2 separate regions of the Hordeum vulgare genome follow, and region 1 is linked to region 2. A link is a contact called in public Hi-C data. All regions are on one chromosome and are shown on one strand. Each heading gives the region's core, a stretch centred on a gene start, on an enhancer-like site or on the middle of the called end of the contact. The rest is flanking DNA. Distances are from core to core; before and after follow the strand shown.

Evidence for each region. A called contact is a pair of places that touch in the nucleus more often than the background predicts.
Region 1: a Hi-C map of leaf shows a contact between it and region 2, with 6 times the contacts expected there. The contact joins the promoter of LOC123406339 here to the promoter of LOC123401689 in region 2. A contact is called at or near these places in 4 of 6 Hi-C or Micro-C datasets (leaf and seedling) and 1 of 1 datasets of contacts at active chromatin or transcription factors (embryo).

What each region holds. Positions count from the first base shown.
Region 1 is chr6H:67,918,545-67,924,363 of MorexV3_pseudomolecules_assembly, forward strand. LOC123406339 (putative adagio-like protein 2) reads left to right here and starts at 2,887. Exons shown (of 2, transcript XM_045099836.1): 1 at 2,887-3,352. The coding sequence starts at 3,105.
Region 2 is chr6H:67,647,214-67,653,487 of MorexV3_pseudomolecules_assembly, forward strand. LOC123401689 reads left to right here and starts at 1,523. Exons shown (of 6, transcript XM_045095534.1): 1 at 1,523-1,712; 2 at 3,965-5,368; 3 at 5,533-5,583; 4 at 5,661-5,759; 5 at 5,916-6,068. The coding sequence starts at 4,061.

The DNA of each region.
Region 1 (5,819 bases), core at 1,637-4,136, 270 kb after region 2:
TTTCCTTAGAGGAATTGGCCTCTGAATCAGTGTTGGCAGGTTTAACCACCAACTCCGGTTCGGGATAACCTTTAATTCCCTCAATTAACTCTTTAAGCATGGTCTTGACTTCGTTCGTCAAGGACGTCTTGAGGGCGGCCATAGCCGTATTCAAGTCGTCCCTTGTGACCGAAGTAAAGTCCATGGCCTCGGGTTGCTCGTGGGAACTCCCTCATCATCTTCCATACTCTTCGGGTGGTGAAACCCTTAATAAAGAGACGTGGCTCTGATACCAATTGAAAGGATCGATATGGTTGACTAGAGGGGGGTGAATAGGCAACGACCACTTTTTAATTAATCTTAGCAAGTTAGGGTTAGCAACATAGAGGTTCTCTAAAATGATAACAAGGAAGTGAACCTATATGATGCTACCAACTATAAGTACTAAGGCAAGCAAGAGATGGACAATAACAAAAGCATACACAATGTAAAGGTTAGAGATAACCGCAAGTGGAACCAATGAAGACGAGGATGTGTTACCGAAGTTCCTTCCCTTTGACAGGAAGTACGTCTCCGTTGGAGCGGTGTGGAGGCACAATGCTCCCCAATAAGCCACTAGGGCCACCGTATTCTCCTCATGCCCTCGCACAATGCAATGTACTGTGATTCCACTATAGGTGCCCTTGAAGGCGGCGACCGAACCTTTACAAACAAGGTTGGGGCAAACTCCACACAAAGCTTGGAGGCTTCCAACAAGACCACGGAGCTTCACCACAACGGAATGTGGCTCCGAGGTGACCTCAACCGTCTAGGGTGCTCAAATACCCAAGAGTAACAAGATCCGCAAGGGATTAGTGGGGGGAATCAATTTTCTCTTGGTGTAAGTGTAGATCTAGGATTTCTCTACCAATCCCTAGGAAATCAACAAGTTTGATTGGTTAGGGAGAGAGATCGGGCACTTTTGAGTTTAGGGAGCAACAATGGAGCTTGGGAGGGTAAAAGGTAGGGTTCTAGAGCAAGAAGAACCCTTTATATAGTGGGGGGGGGGAAATCCAACCGTTTTCCCACTCACAGCCCGAGCCCAGCGGTACTACCGCTCGCTGTAGCGATACTACCGCTAGCACTCCAGCGGTACTACCGCTGGCTGCAGCGGTACTACCGTTGAGCCCATGGTAGTGCAGAGGCACTACCGGACCAACCATCGTCAAGAAAGTCTTCCCAAAAAGTCCGACGAAGTACAGCCGCTAGGAAGGCGGTACTAAGTTCCTCGAGCGGTACTACCGCTGACCAGGGGAGGTGCTACCGCCAGCACAGTGGTACTACCGACAGCCCTAGCGGTACTACCGCTAGGCCCAACGGTACTACCGCTAGGAGACCTTTTTGCAAGAAAAGATAAACCAGAGACGGGGACAGCTCCAAAGTTGCAGGGAAAAGGGGATGGAGATAAAGTGTGTGCGTGCAAAATTGATTCCACCCAAACCTTTCCACTACGGATCCCCTCTTAATAGTACGACGTTCCTACGACTCAACGACCAAGAGAATCGTAGAGGACATCGTGCTTCTGTTCCACGGAGGGTGCCGAATCGTCTTGTGCCGTTGACATGTATTATCTGAAAGCTTAATGCACACGATTAGTCCTTTACGGTACTGTCATCAATCACCAAAATTACTTAGGCATAAATATGCCCTAACAGGTGGGGGATTTCCTTGGAGTGGGGGATTCTTTGTCAAAAGATCAAATGTGGGAAGTCATGACTTGCTGTGTTGTCTTGCACAACATGATCATTGAGAGCGAGTAGTAGGAGCCAGTGTTTGACACCGAACCATATTATAGGCAAGGTCCTCTTACCCAAGTTGATTACGAGCTACCAGCAACCTGGACTGCCTTCTTCAATTTGCGTCAGGAGATCCGAGACCCACAGGTGCATCAACAATTGCACCACGATTTGGTGGAGCACCTATGGAGACTCAAGGGCAACCCCTAGTTTAATTTTTGATTTGTATTGGCTTGTTAAACTATTTTTTGATTTGTATTGATTTCTGTGATGAACTACGTGATAATAAATAAATGTAGTTGTTCAATTTGTACTGAAAAATACAAAATGGGCCAAAAGTGGACGAAATTTGCGTCGAAACTAGGCCGAAAGCGGCGGTTGGGAAGCCGAGCCCCCCCCCCCCCCCCCGGGTCATTTTTAGTGCCGGCCGATCCCCAGACGGTGCTATTTCGGGCCACCGTGGGGCTCAACGGCTGAAGATGCTCTAAGCCCCAACAAGACCGACGCATGAGAGAGCTTCATTTCGCTGGAGGTTAGTAGCTTAGAAGAAGTCATATTTCATATTTTGCACGCTACAGAATAACGTTAGGAGGCTGCATATACGGCAGTCGCCTGAAAATACACCAAAACACAATTGATTTGGACGAGCCTGGAATCCAATAGACTTTATCCTTTTCGTAAACCGCCAGCTCTACCTCGGGTGATCCGTCCCCCCACCTAGCCCAACCGGCGGCCTCTACCCCCCGGCACCGTGAATCTTCATCCTTGCCGCCACATCGTCTCCACCGTCACTTCCAACTCGGTCCAAACTCACCTCTCCATCTCGATATAAATCCAAAAATCATTAAAAAAATTACAAATATAAAACCAACTAATAGCATTTCATGGAATTGGAGTGAGTGTGATACAGCAGACGCCCTCTAAAAGGAAAAGAGCAGCACCGAGCCATCCGGTCGCACCACGCTGTCCCCGTCCCTTGCGCTCAGCGCAGCGGGAGTGGCCAGAGAGAGCCACCGGCCAGCGCACGCCGGCCCAAACCTCACATCACCGCCGTCCACCCCCTCGCACGGACGGCCGAGATCGCTCCCCCGCCCCCACAAACCAAACCCCGCACGTCCTCTCGTCGTCCTCCCTCCACTTGCCCCCGCCCCCGCCCCCGCGCATCGTCCACTCGTTGCTTCGTCTTCTTCCTCCCTCGCCCCAGATTAAATCCGGCTATTTAAATCGAATCCCCCAACGAACTCCCACTTTTCCCCAGCAGCAGCGGCGTCAGCGGAGCAGAGAGCGAGCGAGAGAGGAGCCAACCCTAGCGAGCGAGCGATGGGATAGGTGGGGGATTCCCGGCGGGCCATGGAGTGGGACAGCGACTCGGACGGCAGCGGGGAGGAGGACGAGGAGGAGGAGGGGGTCGGGCCGTGGGGCGCGGATGGGTGCCGGGGCGGCGGCGGGTTCTCGCTGGCGATCGAGGGGGTGCTCGGCGGCGCCTGCGGCCTCGTCGTGTCCGACGCGCTCGAGCCCGACTTCCCCATCATCTACGTCAACCGCGGCTTCGAGGACGCCACCGGCTACCACGCCGAGGAGGTGCTCGGGAGGAACTGGTGAGTGACCCCCCTCTCTACCTCTCGGCCCGCCGATTTTGCCTTCTGCGGGTGGTTACGCGCTCTGCGCGCGGCGAATTCGAGCTTTGGACGGCCGTGGCGCGGGCGGTGTTGGTTAGTGCTTTTGTGGGGGATCTGAGTTGCGTGCTGCTTATTATAATATACTAGTTATTATCCGATTGGAACTGATTTAGTGGAACATAGAACAGGAAACCACTAGTTCAGTTGGTTTGCAATCAAATTTAGTTAGGCGGATACTAGTATATCTATTCTGTTTGGTGATTCATCACCATCTGTGTCAAATCAGGGAGATGGTTATTGAGAGAGATGAGCTCACCGTTTGTTTGTGCTACAATTGGGCCAGTAGAACACTTACTTTTCAGTGTTTTATATTAGATGGATTTCGACCAAGGAGATGCATACATCTAGCTCCACACTGAGAACATACATCTTGCTCCCCACTGGCACTGAGAACAGTAAAGAAGCCATATCATACTTAAGAGTCGGAGTATTACTTACGGCTTGGTTGTGCTGTGGGTTCGAGCTTTGGCAACGTGCCATGCGTGCGTGGGTGTTGTTGGTTTATATTTTGTGGGGGATCTGAGTACATGCCGCTTATACCAGTTACTGGATTGAAAGTGATTTGGTGGAACAAAGAGCAGGAACTAGCAGTTCAATTTTTGATTGCAAAATTAGTTAGGTGTATACTAGTATCTATATTCTGTTTGGTGCTAATATCACAATCAGTGTCAAATCAGGGAGGTGGTTAACGAGAGACACAAGCTCACCGTTTGTTTGTGCTACAATTGGGCCCATAGAACACTTACTTTTCAGTGCTTAATATTAGATGGATTTGAGAACATACATCTTGGCCATCTAGGCATCTAGTTCCCCACTGAGAACAGTTAAGGAAGACCATATCGAAGTTAGGAGTCAGAGTATATCAGTTACGGTTTTGGCATGCGGCAAATTCAAGCTTTGGCGACGCTCCATGGGTGTGTATGTGGTATTGGTTTATGTTTTGTGGGGGATATGAGTACATGCTGCTAATACTAGTTACTGGATTAAAATGTATTTAGTGGAACAAAGAGCAGGAACTAGTAGGTTCAATATTAGTTGGCAAAATTAGTTAGCATATACTAGTATCTGTATTCTGTTTGGTGCTGATATCACCATCAATGTCAAATGAGGCAGATGGTTAGTGAGAGATACCAGCTCACCGTTTGTTTGTGCTGCAATTGGGCCCATAGAACACTTACTTTTCAGTGCTTTATATTAGATGGATTTAAGAACATACATCTAGGCCATATTGTAGTTAGGAGTCAGAGTATATTAGTTACGGTTTGGGCGTGTGGCAAATCCAAGATTTGGCGACGCGCCATGGGTGCGTGGGTGGTGTTGGTTTATGTTTTTTTAGAAAGGAAGTTGGTTTATGTTTTGTGGGGATCTTAGTACATGCTGCTAATAGTAGTTACTGGATTAAAAGTGATTTAATGGAACAAAAAAAGGAGCTAGTAGTTCAATTTTGGTTTGCAAAATTGGTCAGCGTATAGTAGTAACTATATTCTGTTTGGTGCTGGTATCACCATCAGTGTCAAATGAAGCAGATGGTTAGTGAGAGACACGAGCTCACCGTTTGTTTGTGCTGCACTGCAATTGGGCCCGTTAACACTTACTTCTCAGTGATTTATATTAGATGAATTTCATTGAAAGAGATACACACATCTAGCTCTGCTCTGAGTCTCCAGGAACATGCATCTAGCTCCCCACAGAGAACACTAAAGGAGGCCATATCGAAGTTAGGAGTCCAAAGTATTTCAGTCCAGTTAAGGGCTTTGTTGACACAAAAAAAACATCAACTAGAATCATGCTGTTAAATCTTAATTACTTAAAACAGCACTGTAAGAACATCAGAAAGAGACCAGACTAACAATTGTAGTGATATGTGGTTGGTTAGCTGTCTATCTGCTCATCTCCTCCAACAACAAAAATAACTAGTTAGTTAGTGTATGGTTGCACATGCACTTCTACAATGAGTTATCTTTGTCTTAAGGTGTTGCGCTGCTGTTGATTATTCATTGGAAATTGATTTAGGATAGAACCTGCCTGCTTTTTATTAGGGTGTAACCCTATTTGAGGTGAAATAGTGTGAAATAACTAGAATGTTTGTGGTTTTTATAAAGTAACTCTTGTTTTTTTAACACTACCTTTAATCTTATTTGCACGTTCTCTAATAGTACTTTCCTGGTTGGTGACCTATTTTGAAAAAAAAGTTAATTCAATCAGTTTTTGTTTTGTTTTGCTAGAAGTGTGGTCTAAGATTAAAAATTTAGCTAGTCAGCTGTCTTAGGTTTGAAATCTTATGCTATGTGGAGAAGCAGTAAGGAGGATCACCGATTTAGCATCAGGTCTAATTATTATTTAACAAAACCGTGCAGAAAGGAAAACGATCAGTTTGTGGTTGATC
Region 2 (6,274 bases), core at 273-2,772:
AGGTCGATGACCGACGCACTTGACGACCAGGCTTCGTCGGTCTTCCCCAACTCATGGAGCTCGAATTGCCGATGCTCGTCCTCGATGCGCTCCAGATACCAGAGACAGAGCTCCGCCATGAGCTCCTCGTTGGAGCGCTCTGCCTCGAGGCACTCGCGGGGCCTCACGGTCCTTATGTGTGGAGCCCATTCAGAGGTTGATGGACGCCAAATCTATCACACAGGCGTTGAAGGGGAAGTTGAGCCGCGCCGACGTGTTATGGAGAAGCGCTCACCAAATATCGCATGCCCACATTGCCTGCGTCGCACACTGGTAGGGACTAATCCAAATACGTGGGTGGGTTTCGCGAGTCGTAGTCTCAACGCCCACTTCTCCTATGGCTGTAGCCGCACATCGAAGTACCTTCTCTGTGACATTGGCAGGCTGGGGAACCATGGGAAGAATACGCCGACATGGGATGATCCGCCGCGAAATCGGGTTCGGGACAGCTGCCCGTAGTGGCATAGATCTATGCTTCTAATCGACAACGGAGATTTGTCATCCTCACGATAAAAATTTGAGGAGTGTCTATTTGACATTTGACTGAAAATGAATTGGGCATCACTCAAGTTTTCTAACCAATAATAGAACAACTTAAGTCAAACCAGTGGAACAAACAAAATTACAACGTATTTACTGATGAAGTTACACTGTAAAACACCCACGAATTACAATCATAGATCCCACGAGTTACACTCCAAATCTTCTAGAATTACACTTGTGAAAACTGATGAACTTACACTTTAAAAACGGATGAATTTACACTGTAAATACCAAAAAAGTAGAGTGTAAATCATCAAGAAGTACAGTGTAAATACTAAAGAAGTACAGTTATTAAAGTCGAAAAATACGTACTGCATACACAGCGTCTAAAAACGAGAGTTTTCAGCGCAAATCTTAGCGCCAGATCGGATGAACAGAAAATTAAAAAACACTGACTGTAAAATAGCAAAACCGAAGATTTGTCATGGTTGCTCAAGAAAATTACATCCTGACGATAATATAATTTGTCATCTCTTGATTTGGCATGCTAAAAAACTGGACGTTCGATTTGTTGCGGGAACCTAATGAATCGATAAATAGGAAGTTTTTTTCCAAAAAATTATAAAATACTCCGTAAATAAATGCCCGAACTGAATTGGCAAGTGCACGATCTGATGGACGTTCAGGCGTGTACTGATTTCACCATTTCAAAGAAAAGGAAAAACAAAACTCGTGCAACCACTCGTGTGCACGTACTCTCGCCAGCAGAGCGCCTACCAAACCCCTGCGGTTTGCGTCACGTGCACGCCTACTCCGCGCGAACCGTGTACCGTAGCGCCCCACGCACACGTGGGGGTACCCTCCAAAGTGGGTGCCCGTAGGATTCCCACTTCGGCGCTCCCTGGGGAATATGGATCGGGTCACCCCACGCCCCGCCCGACCCGACCCGACCCGGCCCGTTCGTTAAACTCGGCTTAAATCGCCTCGGATCCTGCAAGGAGAGGAAAGGAATCCGAGCCCGGAAGCGCCCCCACACCCACACCCTCCCCTCCTCCTCGCCGTCTCCTCCCATTCCGGCCCCGCCGCCGCGACCACGAGGCACGGCCTCCCATTCCGGCCCCGCCGGCGCTCGCGCGCTCCCTCTCCGTCTTCCTGATCCGAGGCTTCCCGGACCGGAATGCGCCGCCGCTGTACGCCTGGTTTGCTGCCTCATCAGTGTCTCCGTTCCAGTATTTTGTTCTGTGCGCGTTTTCGTTTCCGTTCGAGGCTTCTCTGCTTCCTGACGCTGTTGCGTGCCAAAACCTCGCGAAATCAATCTCGACAGGTTTCAGCGTCAACAGTTTTTTTTTGTTGCTGTGGGGTTTTTTTTTCACGGGAAAAAAATAGATGTTTGTTACCGTGGATTTTATTTAGGTTCGGAAATGCCAAGGTTTTTCTTAAGAAATACTGTAATATTTACGCGCCCACGCAAGAAAAAACCCATTTCACTGGTGAAGTTGCAGTTCCGCTTATAGGAATTTCTCAATGGAGTAGCACTAGCAGTTATGTGAAATTTCCGCGGTTGTTTCCTCTAAGAAAAAGCTGGTTAGTGGGTGCGTGCTGACGGTTTGCGTGCTCTTTGCATACGGGCTCGGAGGAATCACTTGGTAGGAGGATGCGGATAGGCGAATGATGTCAGGGAGCCAATAATCGTGTCATGATATGTGGGGCGTGGACCCAATCATTTTGTCAAGCTCATCTTGAGAAATATTGTCTGCTTCATAAGTTGTTTTTTGGAGAGGATTGTTGCTGATGACTGATGACATCTAGACCCTGTTTATGTCATAATACAGTTAGGGCGTCTGGCGAACTGAACCAAGTGCTGCTACTCCTTTGATTTTTGTGACCGTCGACTTCTGTAGTAAACCATGTAGGATTCAGCATGCGGCCCTGCACATTGCTGTGAATATTCTATCCTTCTTTTGTAATTTAGCGTGAAACAACTGGACGGTAATATCTTGGTGACTAAAGTAAGTGCTTGGGTGGAGCGTTGTGGGCAGTTAGGTAAGCACAACAATCAAACATCAACATACTACTTGTCAACTTAGGCCCTGTTTGGAACCATAATAGATTATAATAATCTGGATTATGAACATAGATTATAAAAATAATCCAGGTGGGCATGTTTGGAGGCCAGATTATATAAACTGTAAACCAGCTTTTAAATTGTACAATGGCATGTTTGCCCTCAGTTTACAAGGAAAAATAGGAAAGTGGCGGTGGCACTGCGTAATTCACTTGAAGTTTACAAGGATAACACGTCATTTGTAATCCATAATCTCATTTTAGCTGGGGTAGAGGAGATTATGAGATTATAATAATCTGGTCATCTAGTTTATAAAATCTACAATATAAACTGTCCTGTTTGGAAATACAATAGATTATAAAAACCAGATTATATAATCTGGGTGGTTCCAAACAGGGCCTTAGTTGTTGGTGTGAACAGCTTGTGTTACTGTAGATTTTCTTTTGGATGAATTTTTTTAGATGGATGTTACTGTGGATTTTAGGTTCGGAAATGCCAAGAGGAGATCGAAGTATCTTGTTCTTGGGCAAAGTTTTTGCAAAGAAATGTGTACGCGCACACACAAGAAAAAACATTTCGTGAACGAAGTTGCAGTTCCGTTTATACGGATTTCTTAATGGAGTACTAGCAGTTATGTAAAAATTCCATGGTTATTTTCACTAAAAAAACTGATTAGTGGGTGCGTGCTGATGGTTTGCGTGCTCTTTGCTTACGGCTCGGAGGAATCACTTGGTAGGAGGATGCGGATAGGCGAATGATGTCAGGGAGCCAATAATCGTGTCATGATATTTGGGGCGTGGACCCAACCCTTTTGTTAAGCTTATCTTGTGAAATATTGTCTGCGTTATACGGTTGTTGATGACATCACGATCTTGTTTAGTAGCATGTCATACTATTAGTTAGGGACCTCAAGTGCAGCTACTCCTGTTGGATTTGTGTGACCGGGGAGTTCTGTAGTAAACCATCTAGGTTTCAGCTTGCAGCCCTGCACATTGCTGCGAATATTCTATACACGCTCTTTGTAATTTAGCGTGAAAGAACTACTAATATTTTAGTGACTGAGGAAGTGTTCGGCTAAGCACATTAATCAAGGATGAGCATACTACTTGCCAACCTAGTTTTTAGTTTGTTGCTTCTTCTTATGAATATATATGCGCACACGGTTTCATATTTTAGGTGTCTAGTATTTGTCTTGCTCATTTCTGTCTATTTGATTGGGATCCCACGGTAGAGAGAATTTACTGGCATGACACACTCTTATGCCTCGTTTTGCAATTAGCGTTATCGATGACTGTAGTGTAATTCAGAAATCACAATACTCTGTTTCATTTGTTGCATTTTTTCTTGCTTATTCATTTCTTGGCTTTCGTTGTCCAGGTTATATTTCTTATTGATCCTTGCAAATCGTGGTTACAGAACTACTTGACATCGGAGAATTTTTTTTCTTCTCGGTATTTAGCGACATCTGGTTACATGGAGGAGTATTTAAGTAGGAGATCCAGAACAGCAATTGGGTTTCTCAGGAGAGGTTCAGGCATAAATCGAAGCCCTGAAGAGACAATCAGTCAGAACACTGAGGTACAGGGACGCACTTCAAGAGTCAATCCTATGAAAACCAGGCTGGTTGATAATCAGGAGAGACCCAGATATTTACATGGCTCGTATAAATATGCAAGCTCAAATGTCATGTCTGGAAGCTCTTCCAAATTTCCTAAGAAATTTCCCCTTAGAAAATTTGGTGAGGAAAAGCGAAGGCAGACTTTGTTGGAAGGGGCTGACGTTGCTGAAAGTAGTAGAAGAAAGTCCGATGTCGGGTGTCTGGAGGGTAGTAAGAAAACCATTGTAGAGAATCAGGGTTCAGATGCTCCACAGACTGAGACAGAAGGATTAACTGCCAAAGATGATGAACTGATAGCACCCGATCCTGAGGTTTCACATTCTGCTGGTTCTTCAGGTATACCTGCACATACAGATGGATCCCTGATAAGGAGCGCCTCACTAAGTTCTGAAACACATAGACAGAAGAATAAGGAATTGAATTTGGGCAGACCTGGATATTCTTGCTCTTCGTCATTTAGTAATCAGCCTACTATACCTAGAATTCCCACCGTTGGTGCAAAGCCATCATATGGTCTTGTTAGTGGAGAACAAAGACGTGTACCACGTGGTCTTAAAAACCTTGGTTGCACTTCAGTCTCTGATGTTCTGCCATCAGGATGTTCATCTGATTCTGTATATAGAATGAGCTTCGATGCTATGAGAAAGAGAGCTTCTGATGGGGATGGCTCTTCCAGATCAAGATTCATAAGTGGACCATCCAGTTTAGGTCATTCACATACAATATATCCTAGCATTAGTGGTCCCAGAATCAGAACTACCGAAGAATCAGTTCGGCAACAAAAATTACGAAGCCGCAGCAGAAATATTCAGGATTCAGCAGTATCAGTAAGGACAAGACGGACTTCTCCTCGAGACACTAGGTTCAGGATGTCCGAGGAAACAGAGGATTCCGTGCTTCATCTGAATGAGTCTAACGCCGGGAATCAACAGTCAGTCGGTGCTGATTTTTCTGTGGAAGAGGGTTCTTCAGAACGCTCCATAAGACCAGTCTCTGTGGAACTACCTCATGCAATTTACTCATCTAGTCGTCAGGGATCGAGTACTCGGACTGCCAGGAGAACATCGACCTCTCGTTTTGAGCAAAGCCCCCCACAAACATTTCGCAGTCTGGCGAGGGAAAGAGGTGGCCACAGACGCATAAACATGGAAGGCATTGCAGAGGTCCTTTTCCAAAACACATTTCTATATTGTTCCAGTTGTATTATTCTTGTAGATAGGTTTTATGTAGGATTAAATCCATCATTTTGATAATGATTTTGCTAAAGACTATGCACTATGACTATGGATGTGGTATAAGTGTTTCTTTCTTATGTATGCATATGTAGGTATTGCTAGTGCTGGAGAGGATTGAACAAGAAGCTGAGCTTACTTATGAGGTTAGTTAATTTGATGTCATGTGTTGTAAATTTCTTGCCGTCTACCTTTTCGCTGAACATGGATAACATGTTAGCAGCAATTGCGGGTACTGGAGACAAATCTGTTACTTGGTGCCTTTACCTCCCATGACCACCATAGCGACATGCGGATGGATATTGACAACATGTCCTATGAGGTATTATTTTTGTCAGGTCTAGTTCTGACTATTCATTACAGTAGTGTGTTTCTTTGAGGAATTCTTCCTCCCTCCCTTTATGATTTGATAATTCATGAGACAAGTTCCGGCATATACTTTATTCAAGGGGCATTTGGGTTTCCTTCTTCTGAACAGGAACTATTAGCATTAGAAGAGAGAATAGGATTCGTAAGTACTGCTCTTTCTGAAGAACAGTTTGCGAAATGTATCAGAAGGCGTTTATATAGACCAGTTGCTGCAAAGGGAAACAAAACAGCCATAGATGACATCAAATGCAGCATATGCCAGGTAAACATGTACCAACTGGATCCTATTGCTTCTACATGGTATACAATAAAATAAAAAACCTTAACAGTTATTGAATATTGTTTTGCATTTACATAATAATTCTTAAAAAAATTCCCATCGAAGTGGATATGTTGACTTTCTGCGTTAAATGCCCTGATTAATATTCCTGCATATAACCGAAAGGATGCTTTCAAAACCGCCATGAT